Regions from separate parts of the Mus musculus genome. Here all the other regions are linked to region 3. Evidence: chromatin contacts called from public HiChIP or PLAC-seq and promoter capture Hi-C data. All regions are on one chromosome and are shown on one strand. Each heading gives the region's core, a stretch centred on a gene start, on an enhancer-like site or on the middle of the called end of the contact. The rest is flanking DNA. Distances are from core to core; before and after follow the strand shown.

Region 1 (2,700 bases), core at 9-2,508, 540 kb after region 3:
GCCACACCTACACACTGACTAGCACCAGCGTACCTCATTCTAGAGCACTCCTGGGGTTCTGTCTTTCATCCGGTCTCTTATCTGTGCCTTCTTATTCTTTCCAAGACGCCTTGTGCCCATGGGAGTGTCAGGCAGGAGAGCCCCTTATCACAGGGCAGATCAAAATGCTGAGGACAAAGATGGGTTTGTCTGGCTGACCTTGTACCGTTCCTCTACTTCACTGTGGTCCACAGTGATCCTTGCTGCTGTCTCTTAAGTTTTGTCCCTAAGTGGATCCACCTCCAACCCTGCCCTCATGTCCCGCATAGTTGGAGCACTTCAGAATGGGGTAAGACAGCTTAAGCAGAATGGTTGTATTTGCTGTCTACCATCAACAGCCTCTGGAGCAGCAGGTCAAGTGCAGGCCGAGCTTCTGGGCATTTCTAGAGGACCAGAAAGCCCCCAGGTTGACAGAGAAATCTGAGAACTGGAGAAAGAAAAAAGAAGGAAGGGTATTTAAAAAAACAAACAAACAAAAACAAGACCATATGTGGAGGCTGACAGGTAGCACAGTAAAGTGTTAGTCTTTTAAGGATCCAAGTCAATCCAGAACCCGGATGAAAAAGCTGGGCATGGTGGTACACGCTGATCAATGCCAGCAATGTGGAGGCAGAGACACATGGACCCCTCCTGTTAGCCAGCCTGACCTACTTAAAGTCTAGGCTAGTGTCGCCAGAAAAGGCAGATGTCCTTTGGCTTACACATACATGCACACATGCATATATGTACACGCACACAAAGAAAAATAGGCATTTGTGAAAACCCCACTGGCCCCTTGGGCTCACCCCTCCCAACCTCCCCCCAGGCCTTCCATCTCAGTTCCAGGGCTGACATTGTCCACTGAAGCTCTCTTGTCATCTGAGGATGTGTGCTCTCAGGGTAGACTTTCACAGGTTGTCCTTACAGTGCAAAAGCAGGACACTAAGTCACAGATTCTCCACCTCCATACTTCCCCACTAACCTCGAGGTGACAGAATCAATACACTGGTGGTAGTGTCCGTGTCACTGATGTTTGTGGCCTCAGAGGCAGGATTGGTGGCAGTTGGGCCTCGGGGTTTCTGCCGGTATGTCCTGCGGCTACACTTGAACATACTGGGACACCGGCGCCTGGGCCCACCCATCCCTGGCCTTCGGTAGGGAGAAGTCAAGCCCGGAGGCCGAGGGGCTCGAACAAGCTGAGAAGGCCCCATGGCTACAGGGAGCTCCTGAGGGGTTCTGCTGGCCAAGCACTGAATCTCTATGACATATGAAGCCTGCCTAAGGGTGGTGCTCTTTGTTACAGGTTTGTCCCATCCCCCACCCAACCATAGCTCAGACTTCCTCACAATCAGTTCAAGAAGCCTAGCCCAAGAGCCCAGCAACCACAGCAAGATCCCTTGGTGAAAGGAACTTTGGCAGATGGAAACAAATTACTTTTGTTTAAACTCGCCCACATTAACAATACTAAGAACGTTTACTGAGTACCTGCTGTGTGCCAGATACTAAGCTAAGTACTTCACAAATATGATTTCATTGAATCCTACGACAGACCTATGCAGAGATTCTAATGTTAATCTTATTTATAGATGTCAATACTCAGTCTTCGCAGTAGTGGGAAGTTTACTAAGTCACCCTAAACACTGAGTTAACAAATACTAAAGCAAGGTGTAGTAGCACAGGCCTTTAATCCCAGCACTTGGGAGGCAGAGGCAGGTGGATCTCTGAGTTCGAGGCCAGCCTGGCCTATGGAGTGAGGTCCAGGACAGTCAAGGCTATACAGAGAAACCCTGTCTCAACAAAATAAAACAAAAAAGGGGGGCAGAAGCACCAAGGGAAAGTGGGGTATTTAACACAAACATTTCCTCTAAAGTATACCACAGCTTTCTTGTGTGAATTAGATAATATTCAGCACAGCTGGGGCTATTTGGACCAGCACCTTCATCATCATCATCATCACCACCAACAACAACACCCAAAACAAAACAAAAAAAAACCTTAAGAAATCGAATGCAAAATATTGATCGTAATTAGCCTCCTGGGAAAGCATTGGTTTATAAGAGCTAAATCGTTCGTGAGGACAGGAAGTCCTACTGCACAGACCTCAGCTAGAAGTGTATGTTAGGCACTCAGATCCTTTACCTCTGTGCACATGCTCTGTGCGTAATTGCAAAAGTGACACCGACTTGGTCTTGTGACTCTGGATGAATGTAGCGACTGGGTGAACCCAAGGATACGGACGCTAAATAACGAAGCTTAACAGTGTAAGGAAACCGCTTTGGTGAGGCGTAGCCGCAGAATCAGAGGCAGTGAGGGTCTGAAGCCCAGAGTGGTCACGTCCATCTTTTGCTGCTCTAGGCTCATTATTTGTTTATTCAGGATATTCGTTAACGACCAGGACATAGAAGAATGTGAACTCCCAGGGTTCTTCCTGAGATGAAAGAGAAAGCCCTGTGGATGACGGGGAAGAGGCTCTAACCCTGGCTTCCCGGGTCTTGTGGGAGGCCTACAGGAATGACAGTGTCACCCTGCCCTCCAAGAAGCCGAGGATTTGGATTTGCCAGTTTCTCCACACCTTAGGCCTCTGTCTCTCTTCTGTCATCCTTCCTGCACCTTGGGGCCTCACCATGCCCTACTTTGACTTCCTTAACTTTTAGCCACTATTCCTGTGAGCCTCTGTCCTTA
Region 2 (2,700 bases), core at 13-2,512, 560 kb after region 3:
AGATCACAAGGGCCTTCTGAAAGTATGACCTTGGCTGAAGAGGACACAGGGACCAGTCTCTCCACTTTCTGGTTCCCAATAAGGACACGGATTTGTGGCCATCTCCCAGAGAATGTTCCCTGGCAGGTTTCCCTCCACCAACCAGGTCCTTCCTACCCCGTGGTCTTGTATTTTCCCATTTGAGTCCTTGACTTCCTTGGTCCCCTCCATAACTAGTTCCTTGAGATGGATTTAGGACCCGAGAACCACAGCGGAGAGCCAGAGACACAGAAGAACGTGGGCCACACTGCCTGACAGTTGGGTGTCAGGGGCAAAGCCTGCCTGACCAGACTTCTGGTTTCTGTTGGATGCCGAGGTCAGACTAGGGTTCTGATTCCAGAATCCTGGCTCTAAACCACTGCCTGAGAAGGCTGTAACAGACAGAGGTTTCCCCTCCAGGAATTTGCTGCCTCTTCTTGATAGCCAAGGTAGTTAGTTCCTAGTCTGTTAGAGTAAAGTTAGGGAGCAGCTTTTGGGACACGTGGGACCTCATTTACCTGACAGAATCTCCTCAGGGCCCGCTGGTTTGTCAGTTTATACTTCCAGGTAAGGTACCAGCTCCGTTTCTTCCTAGCCCCAAAGGGCTTGATGAGGGGACTGGGCTTCCAGTCATCCATACTGGATTAGGGAGTCACCCCTGTCCCGGCCAGTCCATGACTTCAGGAATCTGAGGGGACTATATATAGAGTCACATAGAGTAAGATGCTTGTCCCAAAGCTTAATGCCTTCTGGAATGACTTCTCTCAGCAAACTGCTGAGCTGTGTGCCCTAGGCAACGTGGCTTAACTTCTCTGGGTCTGGCCAGAAAATCTTTGGAGGAGTTGGATCACCTGAAAATTCCCTGGGGCTAGAGGAACTGTGTGCAGGATCAGGGCCTTAGCGGCGGAGGCCAGTAACTCAATCAACTCTTAACGATTCATCAGTCCTTAAAAGGTCCAAATCCCAGTCCTTCCCAGCCCTGGGGTAGAACAGTAACAGCGACCTCCTGCACCCCAATCCTCCACCCTCGTCTCTTCCCATCTGGCTCAACTCCTCTCCTCTCAGGGATCAGGGACGCCGGAAGGTTCAGAAGACCCACCCAGCCCGCATCACCCCTCTGAGACCCGCACTGGGAGGCACTTACGGCTCAGGGGCCCCGGGCCCCGCTCGGGCCGCGCTCGGGCCCGCACAGCTCGGCCCCGCGCGCCGCGGCCTCCGCGGCCTCCGCCTCCTCCATGCCTCTCGCGCCCCGCCCCGGCCCGGCCGGCCCGCCCCGCCGCTTCCGCCGCCGCCGCCGCCGCGGGGTGAGAGGGCGGCGGGCGGCGCTTAGGGCGGCGGCCGCGGCCGGGCGTCTGCAGCGCGAGGGGAGCCGGCGTACTCTGCCTGTCTGGCAGGGTTACGGTCCGCACGAGTGGACCTCGGGCGAGAGCACATCCCCGCACCGCGGAGCCGGAGCAAGCGGCATTCCGGGACCTCGGGCCAGCTCACTGGGCAAGCCAGGATCAGAGGGCTGCAGCTCCGAGGCCTGGCCCAGCCCCGCAAGGCTGTTTCCAGGCCGGGGAGGAGAGGATTAGAAACCTGCTCCGCTACTATTTTGAGCGCTTACGTTAACTCGATTTCATAAACCATGATTAAGAGGCACCGTGACTACCCCATCTTTAAAGAAAACCAAAAATGCTCTTTGATTGTGTGCATGTGCAGGTAGTGCGGGCGCTCCTTGAAGAGACTAGACCTCAGTCTGATACCCCTGGAGCCCAAATTAAAGTTGTGATCCCAACCGCTCCTCTAGAAGAGCACCAGGTGTGCTTAACCACTGAGCCATCTCCAGCTCCTGATTAGTTCTTTTCTGAGGAAGCAGGAGCTTACCTATCTCCTTATAGCCCTAGCTATCCTGGAACTCCTTATGTAGACCCGGCTGAACTTGAACTCACAGAAATTCACCTGTCTCTGCCTCCTAAATGCTAGGATTAAAGGAGTGTACAACATGCCCAGCAACACTTTATTTATTTACACTTTTTTTTTTTTGAGGACTCCAAAAGTGTTGGCATCTTTCGATATGATAGCAGTGCTTGCCAGGTTGGAAGTGGTGTTGCATTCCTATATAGGTGAGGGAAGGCTGTGTGAGGCAAGTCCACTTTCATAACAAGATGCTAAGACCCACAGTAGCTCACTCCTGGGTTCCCAGCACTTAGGAACTGAGGAAGGAGGATTGCCATAGATTCAAGGTCAACTTGGTCTACAACATGAGTTCTAGAACAAGTCAGGATTTTGAAGTGCAACCTGCTCTGAGAAACAAAAAATGTTTTGGTTTTTTACATGTTCTTTATACTGAAGTTTTTCTTATTTAAACATCAAAAAAAGCAGGGGCTGGAGAGATGGCTCAGTGGTTAAGAGCACTGACTGCTCTACCAGAGATCCTGGGTTCAATTCCCAGCAACCACATGGTGGCTCACAACCATCTGTAATGGGATCTGATGCCCTCTTCTGGTGTGTCTGAAGATAGTGACAATGACATTGTACTCACATATATAAAATAAGTCTTTTTAAAAAAATCAAGTCAGCAGAAGTTCTCACATTAGCCTCTGACCCTCTTCTGTCGTCAGGTTTACTGTCCATGATCTTGTCTTCTCATGATCCTTATTAATGTCCAGATTCTCAAACTTGCATGTGCAGTCCTAGATT
Region 3 (2,700 bases), core at 58-2,557:
TCTAAGTCATTGTCCCAACTCCTAATATTCTCGTCTCACATTATCACCACGTACATACCCCTAATACCTCACCTGAGCCTGAGCCTGAAGCTGGGATCGGAGTTTAGTAACTTCATCCCAGAGAGAGGAGCTGTGGGCTTCAGTACAGCTCAGTCTCTCTCCAAGAGTGGGAGTCTTTAGAGCCCAAGGCTGTTGAGCTTGGGCCTCTGGCTGAGGAGGTAAGCGATGAGAAGTCCAGGTGTCAGCCAGGTCCCCTATTGTGGGAATAGGGAAGGGACAAGAGCAGGGTCTGTCTGTGTAGGAAATCAGAGGACAGGAAGTAGCTGGGATTTGTACAGAACTGTGAGCTGTACAGGCAGGCACTGAAAGAAAGGAGGCTCTGAGAAGACAAAGGGCTGGGAGAAAAGACAATACTTACCTGTAGAGGAAACTCGAAAGGGATACAAACTCTGCTACAAAAAAAAAAAAAAAAAAAAAAAAAAAAAAAACCAGCAAACAGTTCAACAAGCCAGTGAGCTCTCAGTGCCCTTTACTAAGCCCTAGCCTAGCCTCCCAATGGGAGGGGTTAGATGGGGATCCCAGAGGTCCCCCTCTTACCTTAATCCGGGCCATATTTTCATCAGTTGAACTGAGAACCGCATGAAGCTGATCAGACCAGCTAGGGCTCCTGTTCATCCTGGAGCACTTGAAATTGCGTCTCTAACTTTCCCTGTTCTTGCTCTTCCACACTCAGATACCCGCGGGCCAGCCCAGGACAAGCCACAGAGTTAGATGGAAATAAGGAAAGTGGGAATATATTAGGGCTACAGAAACAGTGCGATAGCAATACTGTGAATCTAGAACTACGGAACAGAGTACTTTGAAAAGTGGGGGGTCGGGGAGGGGGGAAGAAAACAGAATAATATCGAGAGGGTAGAATGAACCGAATTTTGGTTGAGACCTCCACAAATCAAGGACGCTATCACCACTGAGACAAGTGACAAGTGCCGCTCAAGAGTTCAAACTCTGGTAGGCGGAGAATGAGATTTTAAGTACCGGTGCCGCAGCGCCACCCGGGAAACTGAGTCCGCTTCTTGCGGAGACCACAGGCAATAGAGGGCGGAAATACGTTTCCCTGGAAATACGTGCCCTGTGCGTTCACACTCACACCTCCCGTGAAGCTCGTCGGGACACGGAGTCTTCCAGACTCGGTTATGTTTGGGCTACAAGGACAAAAGTAACTACGTGTACCAAGATGCACCGTGCAGAGTCAGTTGAGTCCGTTACTATTCCTTTACTTCTTGGGAAATGTAGTCCAGCCCTGATGGACGCATACAAGCCTAAGTTAGCTATGAGACTCCATTTCCCAGCAAGCTCAGCGTTCAGCGTGCGTTATGGAGCCGCGAGTCGCAGAGCTGAAGCAGAAGATTGAGGACACCTTGTGTCCTTTTGGCTTCGAAGTTTATCCCTTCCAGGTTGGTTTGTCTTCCCTGTGGTCCTAGGGTGAGCTCTAGGATTGGCCTTGGTGCCAAAAGTGTGAAGGCCGGTGAGCCCTTCTGATCCTCTCAACCTACTGCAGCCATCTGATGACCAGGTCGTGTTGTAAAATGGGGCTTGATTAAAAAACGTAGAGAAACACATGTTTGCCCTTTTATGTCTTTATGATGTCAAACAAATGAATGGGATACAGCCCAAGATCCCCTAACCTGTCATCATTATAATTTACCAGAAAACGGTCTCCCGGTGTGGGCGGGATCATCAGATTCTTCCAAAGGAATTAGAAGAGGTCAAAACTTGGAAGGTTGGTGTGACAGTGTACTCGATCAGATGAAGAGAGAAGAGTATTCCTAATGTTGAACAAGAGACAATTGGCTAGTTTGTTCGGCCAGCCAACAGAAGGCTAATTCATGGTGTTGCTTGCCATCAATACGGGACTGAGCATAGAAATTCCTCACGCTCGCCTGGTACAGAAGTCTCTGTAACCACAGTCCCTCTCCACCCCACCCAGCCCCGCCCTATTCCACACTTTCCTCCCACAGTGCTGAGTGAACAAAATTATGTTTAAGACACAAACTAAAATCCGCCTGTGTCCTTTGGCCTATCTTAAGATTCCTAGGCCATTGAGCTTTCCAGGGGAAGACTTGTAAGAAGATACTATTGAGAAGTTAAGTCTAGTTTGAAAGCCATGCTTGAGGTCTTGGGTTCAATTCCTAGTAATGAGGCAAAAACAAAATTGAAAGCTGAGGCTATAAAACTAAGTGAGATGTATATCTATCTATCCATCTATCAGAAATTTATCTGATAGGTGGATGGCTAGCTAGCTAGAGTGCTGGCTTAGCATTTGCAAATCTCAGTCACCAGCACAAAAACAGAGAAATGTATATGAAAAGATGGATTGAAAGGAGAGGAGAATTATGTACATTCTAGAGTCAGATTGGGACTGGAAAGAGAGCTCAGCAGTTAAGAGCACTGACTGCTCTTCCAGAGATTCTGAGTTCAAATCCCAGCATCCACATGGTGGCTCACAACCATCTGTAATGGGATCTGATGCCCTCTTCTGGTGTGTCTGAAGACAGCTACAGTGTACTCACATACATAAAATAAGTAACTAAATCTTTTTTTAAAAGTCAGAATTTGGAGGCAGTGATGGAAGGTAGTGATGGAAGGCAGATATGGGAAAGAATAGAAGTGCCTATGTGAATGTGAGGCATGGTGGCTGAA
Region 4 (2,700 bases), core at 98-2,597, 580 kb after region 3:
ACATCCCTTATACCCCCCATTTTGAGACAGATTTTGACTATACAGCCCAGGCTGACCTCATAGTCATGGCAAAGAAGTTAACTGTTCTTTTTGTGTATGTGATTTTGTTTTTCATTAAGTTGCTCACAGCCTTCTTGTCTCCCAGCAAGATATTCCTATGGAAATTAAAATTTCTTCGGTTCATTGTTCCCAAAAGCCAAGGAAAGGACATAAGTATCTCTTTAGTATATCCTCATTTCTGCTAGGCGGGCTGGGGATGACAGAGGGTCATAAGTTTAAAGATAACCGGGTTACACAGCAAGACCTTGTCTCAAATAACAACAAACCTCAGCAGTGACCGCCTCACGAAGTTCTACCACTATGCTATATTCCTAGTGCCCCCAAGACACCACACACACACACACACACACACACACACACACACACACACACGACAAAATGGGGACAATAAACCTTATCTGAGGATAGTAAATGATTTATAATAGCTAAGGAGATCCTTTTAAGTAGATAGTGATTAAGTGTAATGGGCATGCTATTTTGATTAGTGAGCACTTAGGTAATACATGGGGGCTATGTTAAATACTTTGAACACTTTTTTTTTTTCCCGTTCTTGGAGGGTCTTTCTACAGAGCTGTCGCTGTCCTGGAACTCATTATGAAGACCAGGCTAGTCTCACAGAGATCTGCTTGCCTATGCCTAGTGAGTACTATAATTAAAGGCCTGCGCTACCAGGCGCAGCTACTTTGTTCACTTTAATTAGACCCTGTGAATAATCCCTTAGGAGAGGTACTATAATAATATCACTTAAAGGAAAAACGGATTTTTAGAGAATGGGTGACTATGCCCCAGGAAAAGACAGCTAGCTTATTTCAAGACATCTCAGACCAATTGGCAGTGCAGCACCAACACCTCCGCTCACCTTTTGACTGGCCACTGGCCTTGCCTGCTTCCAGCTCAGATTTCTGCTCCAGGTCTGGCACAATAAAGAGCCTGAATCAAATTCCCAAAAATGTGCTGCCTTTTGAAATCTATTCCAGTAGCAACTCCTCCGCACAGTACTTCGGTGCAAAACATCTATTTGGTTCAGCTGCTTCGGCCAAAGGCAGGAGCCAGGAAGAGGGACCGTTGGCAAGTAAGAATTCTGGCACCTGCCTGTTGCTGCCACCAGGATAAGCCACAGCTCCTAGTGGTCTGTTGAGCCTCTGGGCGGAAATCCAAGACCCTTATTAGCCTCAGCCCTAGGCCCGCCCCTTCCTTTAGGCCGGATCGTCGAGCGTCAAGTTCACTGAACGCAGCCAATAGGGGACTGTGGTGGCAGAGTGGCGGGAGGTTCGATTGACACTGCCTGGAGGCTCTTAACGCGCGCTTTGGGAAGAGGAAGAATAAGGGGAAAGATACCGGAGTCGCTCTTTGCCTCTCTTCAGCTTCTAAGATTCTCCTCCTCCCAACCTGGATTTTTAACTGGTCCTTCCTGGGTTCCTGTTTAACTTCCCACAAGGCGTTCCTAGGTCTCTGCTTGCCTTCCTCACACTGAGGTTTGATGTCGGTCCAGCTCTGGTAAATTCTATCCCTCTCCTAAGAATTCAGGCGTCTCGCCTTCGTACTTAAGACTGTACTTTTTCGTAGGTGTTACTCTCAGGGAAGCAGCCCAGCTAGGGACGTTATTCCAACTCCACTTTGCTCATCTGCAACTTCAATCTGTCTTCTTTCCCATCCTAGATTTAGACCCAGCTCCGCTTGGACTTGGCTTTGGATATTTTGACCTTGAGGAACTTGGGGACCGACATTCCTGGTTTGGACCCAAGCCTCATCCTCTGATTGCATCCCCTCCCCTCATACCGACTCTTAAGACAATATTTTCAATGATATAGCAACTTCCTTTTATAGCATCCCCTGGTCCTGCATTCTCTGTTGCTGAGTGCTTTTAACTTCGCTGATGGGCACTTGACATTTGATGCTTCTGGGGCCAGGATGGTAAGTGTGACCTTAAGCTGACTTAAGGGGCCTGGCTGCAGGATCACTGCAGGAACTCACTTTCTGTTCTCCCTTGCAGAGGAGGAGCTTAGCTCCCAGCCAGTTGGCTAGGAGGAAACCAGAAGACAGATCATCAGATGATGAAGACTGGCAGCCTGGGACAGTAGTGAGTGTTTAGGGGAATAAGGAAAATGAGGTTCATAGTCATCTTGAGAAAGTACCTTTCATACATTTTTGAAGCTTTTTTTTTTTTTTTTTTTTTTTTTGAGATGAGCTTCTCACCAGGTCTGTAGACTATGGTCTGTCTCCCAAATGCAGTGTGTGGTCGTAGGCATGTGCCAGGCACACCTGGCACTTAAGGTTTTTTTTTTGAAACAGTGTTTCTCTGTGTAGCCCTGGCTGTTCTGGAACTCTGTTTGTAGACCAGGCTGGCCTTGAACTCACACAGAGGTTCCCTTGCCTCTGCTACCCAGTGTTGAAAGTGAAGGTGTTTGCCACTACTGCCCCGCGTAAGTAAATTTTAATGAAAATTTACAGTATACTAAGCATTGGAGAAGATTAATAAAATTGTTATCCTTGGGGCTGGAGAGATGACTCAGTGGTTAAGAGCACTGACTGCTCTTACAAAGGTCCTGAGTTCAAATCCCAGCAACCACATGGTGGCTCACAACCATCTGTAATGAGATCTGATGCCCTCTTCTGGAGTGTCTGAAGACAGCTACAGTG
Region 5 (2,700 bases), core at 101-2,600, 650 kb after region 3:
AATAAATCTTAAAAAAAAAATTCTTAAAAAAAAAAAGAAACAAAAGGACATGTGCCATCGTGGCCTCATTTGGCTCACTAAAATTTTGAAACTCAAATTCTCACTTGTTTAAGTCTTATTTTACTTTTATTGTTTAAGATAATGACAGATAGCCAGTCGGTGGTGGCGCATGCCTTTAATCCCAGCGCTTGGGAGGCAGAGGCAGGCAGATTTCTGAGTTCGAGGCTAGCCTGGTCTATAAAGTGAGTTCCAGGACAGCCAAGGCTATACAGAGAAATCCTGTCTCGAAAAACCAAAAAAAAAAAAAAAAAAAAAAAAAAAAGATAATGACAGATACGTATGTGACTTGGATGATGAGTACAATTTTTGGCAGGTGCTCATTCTATATTTGTATGAGTTACAGTTTGGGCACACCCTTTTAATCCCAGCCCTTGGGAGACGGAAGCAAGCAGGTATAATTTCCAGGCTAGCCTGGTGTACATAGAGAGTTATAGGCCAGCCACGACTATGTAGTGAGATCTTGTCTCAAAAATCAAAAGGAAAAGAAAAGAGTGTGTTATATGTTTGTATATGTTCATGCATATGTGCATATGGTCTATGAATGGCAGCTGCAGGTCAACACCACACGTCTTCAGATGGTCTCATGGAATCTGGAGCTCACTAATTCAAAGACGTTGGCTGCCCCACAACTTCCAGAGATCAGTTTGACATACTTAACATTTTTAAAAAATTACGACTTAGCTGATTATACTATATGGTGGGTGGCAATACATTATAAGAATAAATGTAAGGTTACAGAAAAGCTGTCTGACCTGTAGCTATGAAAACCAAGCTTGGCCTGGAACTCACAGAGATCCGTCTGCTTCTGCCTTCCAAGTGCTGGAATAAAGACATATGCCACTCTGCTCAGCCAAACGATCATTTCTAAAAATAGTGATCACCCCCTTTCTTCTTGGATCCTAAGCGGCGTAGTCAATTTGATAGTCTCAGAAAGAACACAAAATTAGGTACCGAGTCTTGAAAAGAACCGTCTAAAAGGAAGATCTTGAAACTGGCTTCTATGGCTTCCTAGCAATTCCGCTTCTGTCTATAGTCTGCTCTAATTTCGTTCTACCTCGGCAGCTTTCTCCATGCAGGTTGAGCCCAGAAGGCCTTCCCTGCAACTTCCTAGGAGCTCCTTTAGATGCTCTAGCACAGCCACCGCTTCGTGTGCGCCCCGAGGATTCTGGTGGGTGGGGTGTGGAGGTAGGCGGAGCCCTGGGGGCGCCGCAAGCCTAGCCCCGCCCTGTCTGCCGCTGATATTCTAAGCAGCCCTCAATCCTTCCCGGAACCCGCGAGAGCGCAGCTGCAGTTTCAGTCGGAATTATTGGCGTTGTTAGTTGACATGGCTGCGCCCGTCTTAAGATGTGTTCGGAAGCTGCTGAAGCTCGTGGACTTCACGCCGGTCCCGCGGAGATATCGATATAAGAAGAAATGGGTAAGGTCTGACATTAGAGGGAGACTTATCCAGCCCTTGCGTTTCCCGTCACTCACAGTTGCATTCGGGACATGAACTCCAGGGACCGTAACCTTCTTGGAGCTCTTGTCTCACGCCTGCCTGTCCTTTTATTAACCACAAGCCTCTTCCTGTTGCGTAAGCAGCCCCCTGACTCCGCCCCTCTCTGTTAAGTCACGGCCTGAGCTTTCATTCGGTGACGTTACATCGCCTCATGTTACTTTTTCTTGCTTACTTTTATCTTGCCCTTCCCACCCTTCTTTTTCCTTTTCTTTCCTCCCTCTTACCCTTCCCCTCCAGTCCCATGAACTCTTCCCCTCCTTTCCTCCTTAAAATTTCAGCCCCTTCAACTTCACCTCAAGCAGACTGCCCTAACAACTACTCCTTCCCTCCTGAGTCTCCGTCGTCCTGCAGGAAAGGATTCACCCCTGTTCTCACTCTCGAGGTGCCTGTGGCGCCCGGGAAAGACTTCAACGACCACCTTTCCTGTAATGCTGGCCTTTCTCCAAATGCAGGCAACAGATTCACCAACCCCCCTTACTCTAGAGAACCTTTCTCTTGCCTCACCATTTCTTCTCCGTGCTTACCTCGACGGATCCCCACCCCGCCCCCTCCGCCCCCAGTCCTCTCCTCCCCACCCCCACCGGAGAGGTGCCCCTTTGAACCCTTTTCTCCACTCCTAGGAAGGCTGTACAGACAAGAGCCAGCTGGTTCATCCTCTCCTTGTTTTGACCGATTCAGCCTTCAGGGGTCACCCTCTCCTCATCAGCGGAACCTATGTTGCAACTATATTGATTCCCCAGAATCTCAGCGTTCATGCCCTCCAAGTCCGCGTCTTTGTTATGTGACTTCCCCACCTCTCATTCATCAGGCCCCTAGAGCCAGCCCAGTAACTTCCCCTGAACTTACTCATATAACCTTGGAGACAGGCCCGGTGATTTCGACTCCCCTTATGCCAGGGTCCCAGGGAAATTACTCCATCATTTCACCTCTTCTTACCCATCGGCCCCTGAGACCTGGCCTTGCAATTTCACCTCCCCTTGCTCACCGATCTGTGGAAACTAGACCTCTAACCCCTGCATCCATTTCTCACCGAGGGCCCCACTGTCCCTCTAGAAGAAGTTACAATGATCCTCCCCTTTCTTCAGCATCTTCCCCACCCTCTGGCAACCCTTACCACGACAACCCTATGCCTCCAAACTCTT

What was found. Promoter capture Hi-C pulls out the DNA fragments that hold promoters and counts their contacts. HiChIP or PLAC-seq counts read pairs in DNA pulled down with a chosen protein or histone mark. Capture Hi-C pulls out chosen DNA fragments and counts their contacts.
Region 1: a contact with region 3 is called in a promoter capture Hi-C map of liver. The contact joins the promoter of 1700042G07Rik here to the promoter of Mmachc in region 3. A contact is called at or near these places in 3 of 39 promoter capture datasets (the 3T3-L1 cell line, hippocampal neurons and pre-B cells), 1 of 15 datasets of contacts at CTCF or cohesin (large pre-B cells), 1 of 115 datasets of contacts at active chromatin or transcription factors (fetal liver) and 1 of 9 other capture datasets (liver).
Region 2: a contact with region 3 is called in a promoter capture Hi-C map of erythroid cells, with 2.1 times the contacts expected there. The contact joins the promoter of Pomgnt1 here to the promoter of Mmachc in region 3. A contact is called at or near these places in 4 of 39 promoter capture datasets (erythroid cells, hippocampal neurons, liver and 1 more), 1 of 15 datasets of contacts at CTCF or cohesin (large pre-B cells), 1 of 484 Hi-C or Micro-C datasets (B cells), 10 of 115 datasets of contacts at active chromatin or transcription factors (the NIH/3T3 cell line, the SCID.adh cell line, astrocytes and 7 more) and 2 of 9 other capture datasets (adipose tissue and liver).
Region 4: an H3K4me3 HiChIP or PLAC-seq map of the SCID.adh cell line shows a contact between it and region 3, with 9 read pairs. The contact joins the promoter of Rad54l here to the promoter of Mmachc in region 3. A contact is called at or near these places in 2 of 15 datasets of contacts at CTCF or cohesin (both in the NIH/3T3 cell line), 5 of 115 datasets of contacts at active chromatin or transcription factors (the SCID.adh cell line, embryonic forebrain, fetal liver and 2 more) and 1 of 9 other capture datasets (liver).
Region 5: a contact with region 3 is called in a promoter capture Hi-C map of adipose tissue. The contact joins the promoter of Nsun4 here to the promoter of Mmachc in region 3. A contact is called at or near these places in 2 of 39 promoter capture datasets (erythroid cells and pre-B cells) and 1 of 9 other capture datasets (adipose tissue).

What each region holds. Positions count from the first base shown.
Region 1 is chr4:116,171,930-116,174,629 of GRCm38.p6, reverse strand. It overlaps 1700042G07Rik (RIKEN cDNA 1700042G07 gene), which reads right to left and starts at 1,258. Exons shown (of 2, transcript NM_001099295.2): 1 at 1,001-1,258; 2 at 333-466. The coding sequence starts at 1,229. The coding sequence ends at 423.
Region 2 is chr4:116,149,080-116,151,779 of GRCm38.p6, reverse strand. Pomgnt1 (protein O-linked mannose beta 1,2-N-acetylglucosaminyltransferase) reads right to left here and starts at 1,262. Exons shown (of 22, transcript NM_026651.2): 1 at 1,163-1,262; 2 at 537-715. The coding sequence starts at 656.
Region 3 is chr4:116,706,992-116,709,691 of GRCm38.p6, reverse strand. It overlaps Mmachc (methylmalonic aciduria cblC type, with homocystinuria), which reads left to right and starts at 1,307. Exons shown (of 4, transcript NM_025962.3): 1 at 1,307-1,454. The coding sequence starts at 1,374. Ccdc163 (coiled-coil domain containing 163) reads right to left here and starts at 1,097. Exons shown (of 10, transcript NM_026714.3): 1 at 598-1,097; 2 at 419-452; 3 at 73-254. The coding sequence starts at 675.
Region 4 is chr4:116,122,336-116,125,035 of GRCm38.p6, reverse strand. It overlaps Rad54l (RAD54 like (S. cerevisiae)), which reads left to right and starts at 1,347. Exons shown (of 18, transcript NM_009015.3): 1 at 1,347-1,974; 2 at 2,054-2,140. The coding sequence starts at 1,972. 2510003B16Rik (RIKEN cDNA 2510003B16 gene) reads right to left here and starts at 1,196. Exons shown (of 3, transcript NR_131048.1): 1 at 920-1,196.
Region 5 is chr4:116,052,461-116,055,160 of GRCm38.p6, reverse strand. It overlaps Nsun4 (NOL1/NOP2/Sun domain family, member 4), which reads left to right and starts at 1,350. Exons shown (of 6, transcript NM_028142.5): 1 at 1,350-1,477. The coding sequence starts at 1,385.